Regions from separate parts of the Sus scrofa genome. Here all the other regions are linked to region 2. Evidence: chromatin contacts called from public HiChIP or PLAC-seq data. All regions are on one chromosome and are shown on one strand. Each heading gives the region's core, a stretch centred on a gene start, on an enhancer-like site or on the middle of the called end of the contact. The rest is flanking DNA. Distances are from core to core; before and after follow the strand shown.

Region 1 (2,755 bases), core at 84-2,583, 170 kb after region 2:
GAGCTCTGATGGAAATGTCCAACGAGGGCGTTCCCGTCATGGGTCAGCGGTAAAGAACCCGACTAACATCCATGAGGACGTGAGTTCGACCCCTGGCCTCACTCACTCGCTCAGTGGGTCAAGAATCTGGCATTGCCGTGAGCTGTGGTTTTGGTGGCAGACGTGGCTTGGATCCCGAGTTGCGGTGGACGTGGTGTGGGCCAGCAGCCACAGCTCCAATTCAACCCCTAGCCTGGGAACATCCATATGCCACAGGTGCAGCCCTAAAAAGACAAATAATAATAATAATAATAAAGGAAATGTACAATGAGATTAATGTTGTTTTCATGCCTGCTAACACAACACCCATTCCACGGCCCATGAGCAGAGAGTAATTTCGATTTTCAAGTTTTATTACTTATTTATTTTATTTTTGCTTTTTTTCTTATTATTTAAGAAATAGGAGTTCCCGTCGTGGCGCAGTGGTTAACGAATCCGACTAGGAACCATGAGGTTGCGGGTTCGGTCCCTGCCCTTGCTCAGTGGGTTAACGATCCGGCGTTGCCGTGAGCTGTGGTGTAGGTTGCAGACGCGGCTCGGATCCTGCGTTGCTGTGCCTCTGCTGTAGGCCGGTGGCTACAGCTCCGATTCGACCCCTAGCCTGGGAACCTCCATATGTCGCGGGAGCGGCCCAAGAAATAGCAACAACAACAACAACAACAACAACAAAAGACAAAAAGACAAAAGACAAAAAAAAAAAAAAAAGAAAGAAAAGAAATACATTTCGTAAGACTATATAGCTGCCACAGACAGTGATTCCTCTGATGGGTTTGGGCAAAATAAATTGAGAAGCTGCTGGAAAGGACTCACTATTCTAGATGCCATTAAGAGCATTTACGGGCAGAGGTCAAAATATCCATATACACAGGAGTCTGGGAGGAGCTGACTTCAGCTGTCGTGGATGACTTTAAGGGGTCCCAGGCTTCAGCGGAGGAAGTAACTGCAGGTGGGGAGTAGGAAGAACGAAAGAACTAGAATGAGAAGCGGAGTCTCAGGATGTGACTGGATCGCCCCAACCTCTTGATGAAGCTGGTGAGTGAAGAGTTGACTCTTACGGATGAGCAAAGACAGTGGTTTCCTGGGAGGGAATCGACTCCTGATGGAGCAGAAATGACAACAAAGGACTCAGAGTATTAAACTCGGTTGATGAAGCAGCAGCAGGTTCGAGAGGACCGACTCCAACTTTGAAAGGAGTTCTACTGTGGGTAAAAGGCCATCGAACAGCATGTTACAGAGAAACTGCAAACTTCATCGCTGTCTTGTTTTAAGACATTGCCACAGCCGCCCCACCCCTCAGCAGCCACTACCCAGATGAGTCAGCAACCACCGACACGGAGGCAAGACCCTCTCCCAGCGAGCAGAGAACCACCTGATGAAAGCTCAGAGGCTGGTTAGCACTTTTCAGCAACAGAGCATTTTTTAATCAAGGTATATACATTGTTTTTTAGACATAATGCGAGTGTACACCCTACATAGACTAGAGTATAAATATAACTTTTATACATACCAGGAAACCAAAAAATGTATGTGACTTGCTATCGCAGTGGTCAGGCGTGTCCGGCTAAGAGCACAGACTTTGAAGACAGGAAGTCTTTAGTTCAACCTGTCTCCACTGGTGACCAACTCCCTAGAAACTTTGTGTTCCCATCTGTAAAATGGGACAACAATAGCCCAGACTCCACCCTTCCATCTCTGTGATCTCAAGGCATTGTCTTACTGAGCCTTAATAATCTAACCTGTCCATTGTGCAAGTCCCACCAAATATCCCCGGGAGGGGATTCAATCAGATGATGCACACAAAGCCCTTTAGAAAGTGCAGCTCCAAGTACACAGCAGAGTGTTCCGAAGATGCTACCTATCACCACCTCACAGCGTTGCCAGATGACACGAATCCTGAGAGCAGGACAGCGCCACAGTCATCCCTCCCGCCAAAGACCTGGCACAGTGCCGCAGTGCCAGGCATCGTCTAACTGCCCATACGTGTTTACGTGTGGATGATTTTGAGCTTCCTGCAAATGAGGCCTAAGACTGACCTGTATGTTTGTGCGCCTTTGAGTGTGTGTGTGTGTGTGTGTGTGTGTGTGTGTGTGTGTGTGTCAGTGAAAAAGATCATCTTCTCACGTCAGGGCATAACGGTTTTCCCAGCCATCTCAAGACCTACACGGTGTCATCGGAATGCACACGCCAGATGTTACGGACCCGTCCTCAATGAGCTGTTCAGGTTGTCTCCTTTTTTTTCCCTAATAAAAATGTGGCAATGTCGTGTGCACACACACACACACACACATCTGCGTGCTTGTTCTGTATCGCATAGGGAGTAAAAACTACAAGTACGCATGTTTGAACTTTTGCATACACATCGTTATATTGCCATCCAGAAACCCACTTGCCGGGCGTAAGAATAATGGCTTACTCACACCTGTACAGGGCATAATCCGTCTAAAAATCTGCCAATACGGAAGGTAAAAATAATACAACTGTCATTTTACACTCTGCATTTCTTTAAAAATTAGTGAGAGTAACGATTTTAAAATATAATCACTAGCATTTTCAAATTTGCCTTCTGTACAACTATCTAGTCACGAATTTGTCATTTTTCCATTAAAGCATTCCTTTTTTTCAAACAACTTACATGAGCGCTTTACATATATTAAGAATATCATCTCTATCCTATATACTAAAAATATTTTTCTTGGCTTGTTATCTATCACGTAGC
Region 2 (2,713 bases), core at 129-2,628:
TCCTAGTGGGCACTCCACCCCCCACCCCCCAGCACACGGAATGTCTGCATACCCGTGGGCCAGACCACCCTGGCATGGTCCTCCAGGGCCAAGGGTGCTTGGCTAACGGAACACGGGCCTGAGGAGCCAGGTTAGTGACTGTTCTCACTGACGGAGGGAAAGCTTGGCGAGGCCGGCGCAAGGGCCCCTGCGCTAGGGGGCGCCCAGGAGCAGGTCTCTGGAGGGCAGCTCAGGCCCTAGGTCTCCCAACCCAAGATCTGGGGCCACCTGGTCCTCCAGTGCAGGCCTGGCCTCCCCATCCACCAGCCCCACACTCACCCCGGCGGTTGTGTCGTGTTCCTCTAGGCACCTTTTCTGGGACCAGAGCTGGGCTTTCCCCCGCGGCTCCAAAGGCTCACGCCCAGAGCTCTGCACCTGGCAGCGCCTCTTTTAGCCAAAAGCGTGGTCTTGGCAGCCCGTCTGAGCCCTGCAGCGGCAGCCGGGGCCTCACATTACAGCGGGCCGCCCGGGCTGGCGGGCTAGCGCAGTCCAACAAGCGACAAGAGGGACTGGGGGGGCTGGGAGGGCCGGAGAGCCGCGCGGCGGGCCCAGGAGAGGGAGGACGCGAGAAGGGAGTGGAGGGGGACGACCCCGCCCGCTCGCCCCGGCCCCAGGGCTGGGACGAGGGGTGGGCACACAGGTCGGCTTACCGCGCGTGGAGGGCTCTGGGTCCGGGACACAGTGAGGGCTGGGACCCGAGGGACCTGCTGCTGGCAGAGCCCGCGGGCCGTGTCTGGGGGCCGGGCCCAACTCCATCCCTCCGCAGCCTCATGCCTGCTGCCGTCCGGTGTCAAATTCCAGCCCTGGCGTCACCGGATCCTGGGGTGGGGCCCTGAGCGCCCCCGCCCCGCCCCACCTTTCAGGGCTCACCTGGCTGCTCCACCCTCCGGAATCCGGTCCCCCCGGCTCCACTAGGTCCCCCGAGGTGTTGGGGGAGGAGACCCTGGGAAGGGCCCCCGGGAAAGAGCAGGGAACCCAGGCAGCGCAGGGGCGCGGACGCTGGGTGTTCAGAGTTTGCCGACACTTGGAGTCGGGAGTTGGGAGGCTGGACTGAGGGCGGGAGAGGGAGGGGACAGGCCGATCCTGCCTCGGGCCACCGGCCTTGGGGTTCTCCCCGTCTCTGCGGTCCCGGCGGGCCACTCTGCACGAGCTGCTCTCTCTGCTCCCGGCTAGTTTCTTCTCTCAGCAGACCCACGGGGCTCCTTGAGTCTGCGAGGCACTGCGCTGGGGCTTCCAAGGTCGGAGCCGGCTCCAGCCGTCCCGCCGCTCCCCTCCCTGCGGCCCAGGGGCTCCGCGTCCAGACGCACCTGCAAACACCGCCGCTCAGCCAGGGCAGCGTGGTAGGTTGGGGCGCTGGGGGCTGAAGAAGGGGAGGGTCCCGGACGAGGAACTTTTTCGCTGAGGTTTGAGGGATGAGCTGCAGGGCAGTAGTTCAGAAGCCTAACTGTGGCCACTCGGCCGGCGGGATGGAGGTTGGGCGAGTAACGAGCACAGAGGGATGGAAAGGCCAGACACTCTATGTCATGGCAGGGCGTCTGAAGTTTATCCCGGTGACAGTGGGGACAGCTGAAGGGTTTCAGGCAGGAGAACGGTGGCATCCGATGTGCCTTTCAGCGACTGGCCCTGGGTGCAGCGGGGAGGATGCTTTGGAGGCAAGTCTGCTAAAGCTGAAATGCGGGAGAGCGTGGGCTTCCTGGGCTCCTTTTGCAAACCCAGCTGGTGCCTGATCGGATGGGGTGAGGAAGCAGGACAGACAAAGGCATACCTTTGGCCTGGGTGACGAGGCAGAGGGGTTGCCTTCTGGCAGCTGGGGCTCCCAGAGGAGGGGCAGGTTGGGGGCAGGAGCTCGTGAGTTCAGTGTTGGACAGGTCGGGCTGGAGGGCCCGTGGATTAGCCTAGTGGGATCTTTCAGAAAGTGGCCGAATGTGTAGCCTGGAGCGAAGTCAAGAGAGCTGGGCGGGAGACGGCAGTTCGGGAATTGTCGGCCAGTTTGCAATCAGAAGCCGTGGGCGGGGACGAACGTGCTCAGGGAACGTGTGTGTGTGGACCAGCCGTACCCTGGCTCTGCAGCAGAACCCCCCTGTGGGCCTCTTAAAACTAACCCAATGCGGGCCCCGCCCCAGACCTGAATCAGAATGGCGGGGAGGGCGTGAGCCGCTTTCCACACCTGGACAGGTGCTTCTCAGCCAGGCTGAGAACAACGGCTTCGAAGGGAGCAGTTTCTGGGCAGTGGTGGGGACTTGCCAGGAAACCTGTGGGACAGGAGGCCGGGCAGTGAGCCGCTCTGCTCTCTGCTGCCTCCCCCAGAGGTGGTTGTGTGTGCTGGGGGGCTTCTTCCCCGGCTCTTTGTCAGCCAGGGCAGCTGCTTGCAGGCCTGCAGCCTGTGCCCGAGACCACTCGGGGGGCGCCATTCACGTAGGACACAGTATGCCCTGGCGTTTGCATCCTCAAGGCCTGTTTCCAGCAGAATCGAAAGGAGTTTCTGGGCCCGGCTGTCCTTCCGTCAGGGCCCTGTCTTCCCCTCAGATGAGGAGGCCTCTGGCTGAGGACAAAGCGCAGCAGTAAAGGGGCCTATGGGAAATCGGGATGGCACCTGGACTGGGTGGCAGATGAGAGGTGACAGGGCCAGCCAGCCCCACCTGTTGCTGCACAGCAGCTCTGGCAGGAGGCTCCC
Region 3 (3,091 bases), core at 255-2,754, 200 kb after region 2:
GCCAAAAAAAAAAACAAAACAAGAAAAAGAAAGAAGGAAAATAATCAACTACTTCAGAGGAACAGTTCCTGTGTTAAGGAGTCAATACAGTAGTGGACTGGAGTTCCCATTGTGGCTCAGTGGAAACGAATCTGACTAGTATCCACGAGGATGCAGGTTCAATCCCTGGCTTCGCTCAGTGGGTTAAGGATCCAGTGTTGCTGTGCGCTGTGGTGTAGGTCACAGATACGGCTTGGATCTGGCATTGCTGTGCCTGTGATATAGGCCAGCAGCTACAGCTCCAATTCAACCCCTAGCCTAGGAACCTCCATATGCTGCAGGTGTGGCCCAAAAAAAAGACCAAAAAATAATAACAATACTACAGTAGTAGACCAAATGCCAGATGCCTCTTCCAACTCATTCTATTTCATTTTAACCTCCTGTGTAGAGACTGACTCTATTCTCAGGTGAATTCCACACTGGTATCCAGTAGGTGTTTGCAGACATAAAAACTATTTTGGAAAAGAGACATTCACTAGGAATCAGCACAGACTACCCAGACTTTTTCGTAGCCAGCTCAGACAGCCGTCAGACAAAGGAACCAGAAGAAGAGCTGTGTGTGGCCACCATGGGACACTGGAAGCTACAGCCAAGGAAACAGTGTGCAAAGCTCGTTGCGGCACAGTGCAAGCCCTTCCACTGCAAAGCCCAGACCACAGCACAGTCAAGGCTGGGTGAGCCGGAAAAGGTGGGAGAGGGGGCGAGGGGGGTTGGTGGGGAGGGGGTGTTTCAGGCAGCCTCACAGAAAACAGTGTGACACATGAGAATGGCTGCACAGGGAAGAAAGGGATCAGACGTTACTCAGCAGGGGCAGAATGAAGACATTATTCTACTCAGGTCCAAGTTCAGCACCAGTAAGAGCTCCAAGGATTCAGTAGACACAATTTCTTCGGGGAAAGTAAAAGACAGGATTAAATTAAAAACGGAAAATCCAAGGACGAGATAAAGATGAATGTCCTAAGAGCGCTGGAAAACCAACTTCGACAGCAAGCCCAAGGCAGTGACTGGCAAAGGGGAGCAGCAATAAACTCTCATAATTAAAAAAGGACATTCGAGAACCCGAAGCCCCGGCACGGTTTGCGTTTTTATTGCAGCACAGCACGCTTCCCCTGAGTGCACAAAAGGATGTGCCATGGCATGCAGCTGTTTTCAAAACCAGCAAAGTTCTCCAACAAGAGCAACAACAGTGGTGGGCGGTTTCTAAGCCCAAGTCCCGGAAATGCTCGGTGCCCCTCTCTGAAGAATTTGAGATGACTGCGGCCACAGGAAAACCCGATAACTAATCAGCAGAGGCTGTTCCCGGGGGCGGGGGTAGGCTAGAGTCACCATACTTACTGGAGTCCTCCCACTGGAGTAAATGTAGCTTCCACGCAGAATAATACAAAAATCCCAACACCAGAAAAAGGCAGAGGGCTAGCAGCAGATTGCGTACAAATACCAAGAGTCCCATCTTCACATGATTTACAGTTTCCTACATGACCTAAAGAAAAAAAAACAAAAAAAAACCAAAAGAACAATTTAGGTCTTCAATAATAAGCAATCCTCGTACGGATACACTCAACCTTAACCTAAGTATTTATGCGAGAATTTCCAAATGAAGAACAGCCTAGAATTACCCCTTAGTTGGGCATCCTCCAACCTGCTCAAGCCCGTCTCAGCTTCACCATCATTCAGCATCCAAGCCGGAAATCAGCCGTGATCCTCAGGTCCCTCCCCCTCATTCCCGACAATCGCTGATCCAACTCTGGCAGTTGCATCCTCCTGGATAAATCTCAAATCACATCCCCTTCCCGCCATCACGCCCCTCGTCCGCGCCAGCACTGTATGCCCACTGCACAAGTTGCCCTGCCTCCAAACCCACGCTCGCTGGATCTACTTGCCACCCAGCACGAGGAGGCACAAACGGGGCATTCCTCCCCTGCCTGAACCCCTTTCTATTAGTATCTCACTGCCGCTCTGACAAAGCACCACAACCCCAGCAGCCTGAAACCACACACGGTTACTGCCTCGCAGTTCTGAAGGCCAAATGTCAAGGTACAGTGTGGCTCAGCAGGGTCCCCTGCACGAGGCAGCACAAGGCCAAACCCAGGCGCCTGGCAAGCTGCCTTCCTTTCTGGAGACTCTGGAGATGAACCTACTTCCAAGCTGCTTCAGGCTGTAGGCTGACTTCAGCTCCTGCAGCTGCAGGGCCCAAGGGCCCGATGCCTTGCTGGTTATCAGCCAGTCTTTGCTCCTGTGCTCCTGCTTTCCATGCAGTCCCCCTGCAGCCACAGCAGGGTCAGCCCCTCTCACGCTGATCTTTCCAACTTTCCTTCTACCTCATCTTGCCTCCGTTGCCAGCCAGAGAAACTGCCTCGCTTTTCAGGCTCATGTGATTAGACTGGGCCCGCTTGAATAGCCTAGGGTCACTTCCCTATTTTAAGGTCTGAAGCCTTAATTTCGTGTGCAAAGTCCCTTTTGCCATGTAAAGCAACATATTCGGAGTCCAGCGATTAGGGTGTGGGCATCTTTGAGGGGCCACTCGGCCTAACACATCTTTCCTTCAAGCTTCCGTTCCTTCAGAAGAAAGGAATGGCTCCTTAGGATCCAGCAGCTTCTCGTCACACCCCATCTGACTCCTAAACCACCTCTTGTTTCTCCCACTCTCATCTGTGTGCTGTGCTCCAGCCCCCCTTCTTTCTATGCACTGGACATTTCTTGCTGCTTCTCGCCTCAAGGTCTGTCTGTGGTATTTTCTCCACTACCTGGCGGCACATGCTCTGATACTCACTTAAATCAGCATCAGCCATGAAGAGCTCTCCTTCTCCCTTTTTTTTTTTTTTGTCTTTTTAAGGCTGTACCCTCAGCAGCATAAGAAGGTTCCTAGGCCAGGGAATCAGAGCTACAGCTGCTGGCCCCTCCAGAGCCACAGCAACGTCAGATTCGAGCCACGTCTGCGACCTACACCACAGCTCACAGCAACACGGGACTCCCAACCTCTGAGCGAGGCCAGGGACAGACCCACAACCTCATGAACACTACCCAGGTTTGTTTATCGCTGAGCCACAACGGG
Region 4 (2,700 bases), core at 52-2,551, 140 kb after region 2:
TTATAATGAACTCTCACTGGATTTTTAATAACAGGCATTTTCAAATCTTTTTGTCACTTATAGGCAGTTATTGCTTTACACTGATGCTTCAATGACGCTTCATTTTTAAAGAGATTCATGTAAAAAGCTCTGACAGGTACTCTGGAGTACAGGTTTTTGATAATTTTAAGATTTCTAAAACTAATGGAACTGGGTAAGGATTTCTAAAACTAATGGAAAACCAATTTCTTTAATGTTTTCTTTTCCAGGGGTAAAGGAACCCTCTTCCCCCTCTCCTTTAATCTATCTAAAACTCACAGCAATTTGGTAAGGTGTACATTTGCAACAGAGATTGAAGCACTTATCTTTTTCCCCCCACTTGGTTCTCCCAGAGCTCTGAAACCCTTATTAAACACGCTGTTTTCCCAGACAATGTCTATATTTGCAAAGGTTCGATGGGAGTCCGCTCCTGGAAGAGGATGCCCTTGGCTCCTGCTCCTTTCAACCCACAACTGATACAAAAGGGAGACACAACCCTGCATTGCAAAGGCTTACCTGTATCTACTAAAAATTACCAGGCTCTAGTAGAGCCCCTGTCGCAGCATGTTTCCAGGAGACAAAGACCGCAAACATTACACTCTACAACCTGGAGCTGTTGTGTCCTAACTGGAAGAGGCATTTCAAAAGAACTCTCCTCAGCCTCACTGGAAGGGCCCCTCTTAGGTACTGTTAACTAATCCTTGTGCCACCAAACTCCAAAGAGCCGACTCCTGAATCCTCACGCCGGGCTTAAAGAAGCCACCGAACCCCAACTGGCCTCTGTGGGGACCCAGAGACAAAGCTCACCAGCTCTGAGGCAGACAGCATCTGAGGCTGACAGCTTTCCCAAGACGTGTGGACCAAGCCTGGGTACCTTTCTTTCAATACTGTTCTCACCCGGTCCCCCCCGCCCCCGCCTTCCATGGAAGGACAATGCCTTTGTCTTTATTTCCCAATCCCTTGTGAAAGGGGAAAGCTCTCCAATAGCAGGACTTACCAGCAGAAATATCAGTCTGTCCAAGACAGCAATGACCCTTCGGTTCACCCCCATATGTAATTTCATTCCAAACACTGCTGACGTCCAAACGGTTTCATGGGCCCATTTGATGGAGGCGGTGTGCGAAGCCTGCGTAAACTTACTCCCTGCTTCAATTTGACCCAAACTGTGGGATGGGAAAACAAGATCTTTCGAATATTTCTATGAAAGGATCAGTGGAGCCAGCAGTGGCAGTCACACCATTTGTAAAAGTGCTGACATATGTTTACATGATGACGTAAACCTTCAGTGTGTAACATCCTAACGTGTGAGCCTTGGTTAAGTAATGCCAATGCCTCAATGCCAATGAATGACTCCACGGACTGCTATGTATGCGAGGGCCTCACTGCACCCCTCATACCTTCCTAGATGAAAGTTTGGGGACTGCCTTTATGCTCGATAGCTAGAGAAGGGAAGGACGGTGCACCCTTGCCGCACTCCCTGCCTCGTTCTCCATAAACGACCAAGCAAGAGCCTCTCAAAGGTCCATCTCATTGAACCTTTACAACCGCCTTCAGCAAGAACTTCCAGGAAGCATACAAGATTCTGGTTTTGACTCTTTAGGGAGAGCTTTCTTCCCATGGATCAGAGTGAGAGCCAATGAACAAATAATCAGGAATCTCTCCTGACATTAGGAGTTAGCGGATTCCATCGCCAATGCAGTTTCAGCTCAGCAATGTTCACCTCTCTCACTGGCCAAGGTCGTTTGGGATGCCCTCAGAGTCCTTGCTTACTTACTCTCTGAACAAATCAGCATCTGTGCAACAGCAAACACATCTTGCTGCATGTGGATAAATGCCTCTGGGGAAGGAGAGACCCAAATGCATAAAATTAAAGAGCAAGCACACGAGTTACAGCAAATTGCACCTGACAATCTACTGTCTTTTATTTATCCACTGGCTGCCTTCAGGTCTGGACTCCTGGTTAAAAACCATCCTGCAAAGTGGATTTCTTATGCTGTTTTTCACTTTGTTCTGCATACCTGTTAAGCTCTGCACCTATTGCTTGTCAAACCTTTATCAAAATGACATTCCTAATAAGATGGTGCTGGCCCAGTGCTTCAAGATGATTTATAAGCACTTATGACCTTGACTAAATATGGACTTTTAGCAAGAAACTCCTGAGAGTTCTCTATAGCACCTTTCTTTGTTACTCAAATGTGACCTCGTGAGGTTTCAAATTTGTGTATTTTCCCTCTGGCAAGGAACATGACAACCAAGGAAGGGCTGAGGGACAAACTGCTACATGGAGACATCCTGATGTGATCACAAAGCTTTCACTGCTGGAACAGCTGAAGCAAAAGGTGGAAATGTGGAATTAACTGAAGACACCTCAGCTACAACTGGAGTCAAGACAGGCCTGTAGGAAGTGCTCTTACACCCTGCCATGAATCCTCAACTTCTCTAAACAGGAAGGGATGTGCCAGATCCCCAATAAAAGGTGCCTCTGAAACTGACACATTGCAAATCAACTATAATTTTAAAAACCCTTTTTTTTTTTTAAAGACAGTTACATTATCTATGTTAAAAAAAAGAAGAAGAAAAAAAGGTGCCTCGATTATACTACCCAGATGGAAGAAGAAAACCGTTCACCCCGTGATGGCCCAGCCAATCACAGGCTGCAGCAGTCCCAGCAGTGAAGAGCCT

The links. HiChIP or PLAC-seq counts read pairs in DNA pulled down with a chosen protein or histone mark.
Region 1: a contact with region 2 is called in an H3K27ac HiChIP or PLAC-seq map of alveolar macrophages. The contact joins the enhancer-like site here to the promoter of ARTN in region 2. A contact is called at or near these places in 1 of 5 promoter capture datasets (liver), 9 of 47 Hi-C or Micro-C datasets (alveolar macrophages, blood, fibroblasts and 6 more) and 1 of 2 datasets of contacts at active chromatin or transcription factors (alveolar macrophages).
Region 3: a contact with region 2 is called in an H3K27ac HiChIP or PLAC-seq map of alveolar macrophages. The contact joins the promoter of ST3GAL3 here to the promoter of ARTN in region 2. A contact is called at or near these places in 1 of 47 Hi-C or Micro-C datasets (embryonic fibroblasts) and 1 of 2 datasets of contacts at active chromatin or transcription factors (alveolar macrophages).
Region 4: an H3K27ac HiChIP or PLAC-seq map of alveolar macrophages shows a contact between it and region 2. The contact joins the enhancer-like site here to the promoter of ARTN in region 2. A contact is called at or near these places in 24 of 47 Hi-C or Micro-C datasets (adipose tissue, alveolar macrophages, blood and 16 more) and 2 of 2 datasets of contacts at active chromatin or transcription factors (alveolar macrophages and skeletal muscle).

Annotation. Positions count from the first base shown.
Region 1 is chr6:167,534,473-167,537,227 of Sscrofa11.1, forward strand. All of the region lies in intron 1 of ST3GAL3 (ST3 beta-galactoside alpha-2,3-sialyltransferase 3), which reads right to left. Among named protein-coding and RNA genes, the nearest start is that of ST3GAL3, 23 kb to the right of the region's middle. Within about 2 kb of position 1,334, at least 1 of the 83 cell types and tissues checked has an H3K27ac peak or open chromatin away from gene starts, as enhancers often do. A contact at or near this core is called in alveolar macrophages, where this site is marked.
Region 2 is chr6:167,359,992-167,362,704 of Sscrofa11.1, forward strand. It overlaps ARTN (artemin), which reads right to left and starts at 1,379. Exons shown (of 5, transcript XM_021096838.1): 1 at 690-1,379; 2 at 319-466.
Region 3 is chr6:167,557,234-167,560,324 of Sscrofa11.1, forward strand. ST3GAL3 (ST3 beta-galactoside alpha-2,3-sialyltransferase 3) reads right to left here and starts at 1,505. Exons shown (of 11, transcript NM_213759.1): 1 at 1,375-1,505. The coding sequence starts at 1,489.
Region 4 is chr6:167,500,425-167,503,124 of Sscrofa11.1, forward strand. All of the region lies in intron 1 of ST3GAL3 (ST3 beta-galactoside alpha-2,3-sialyltransferase 3), which reads right to left. Among named protein-coding and RNA genes, the nearest start is that of ST3GAL3, 57 kb to the right of the region's middle. Within about 2 kb of position 1,302, at least 1 of the 83 cell types and tissues checked has an H3K27ac peak or open chromatin away from gene starts, as enhancers often do. A contact at or near this core is called in alveolar macrophages, where this site is marked.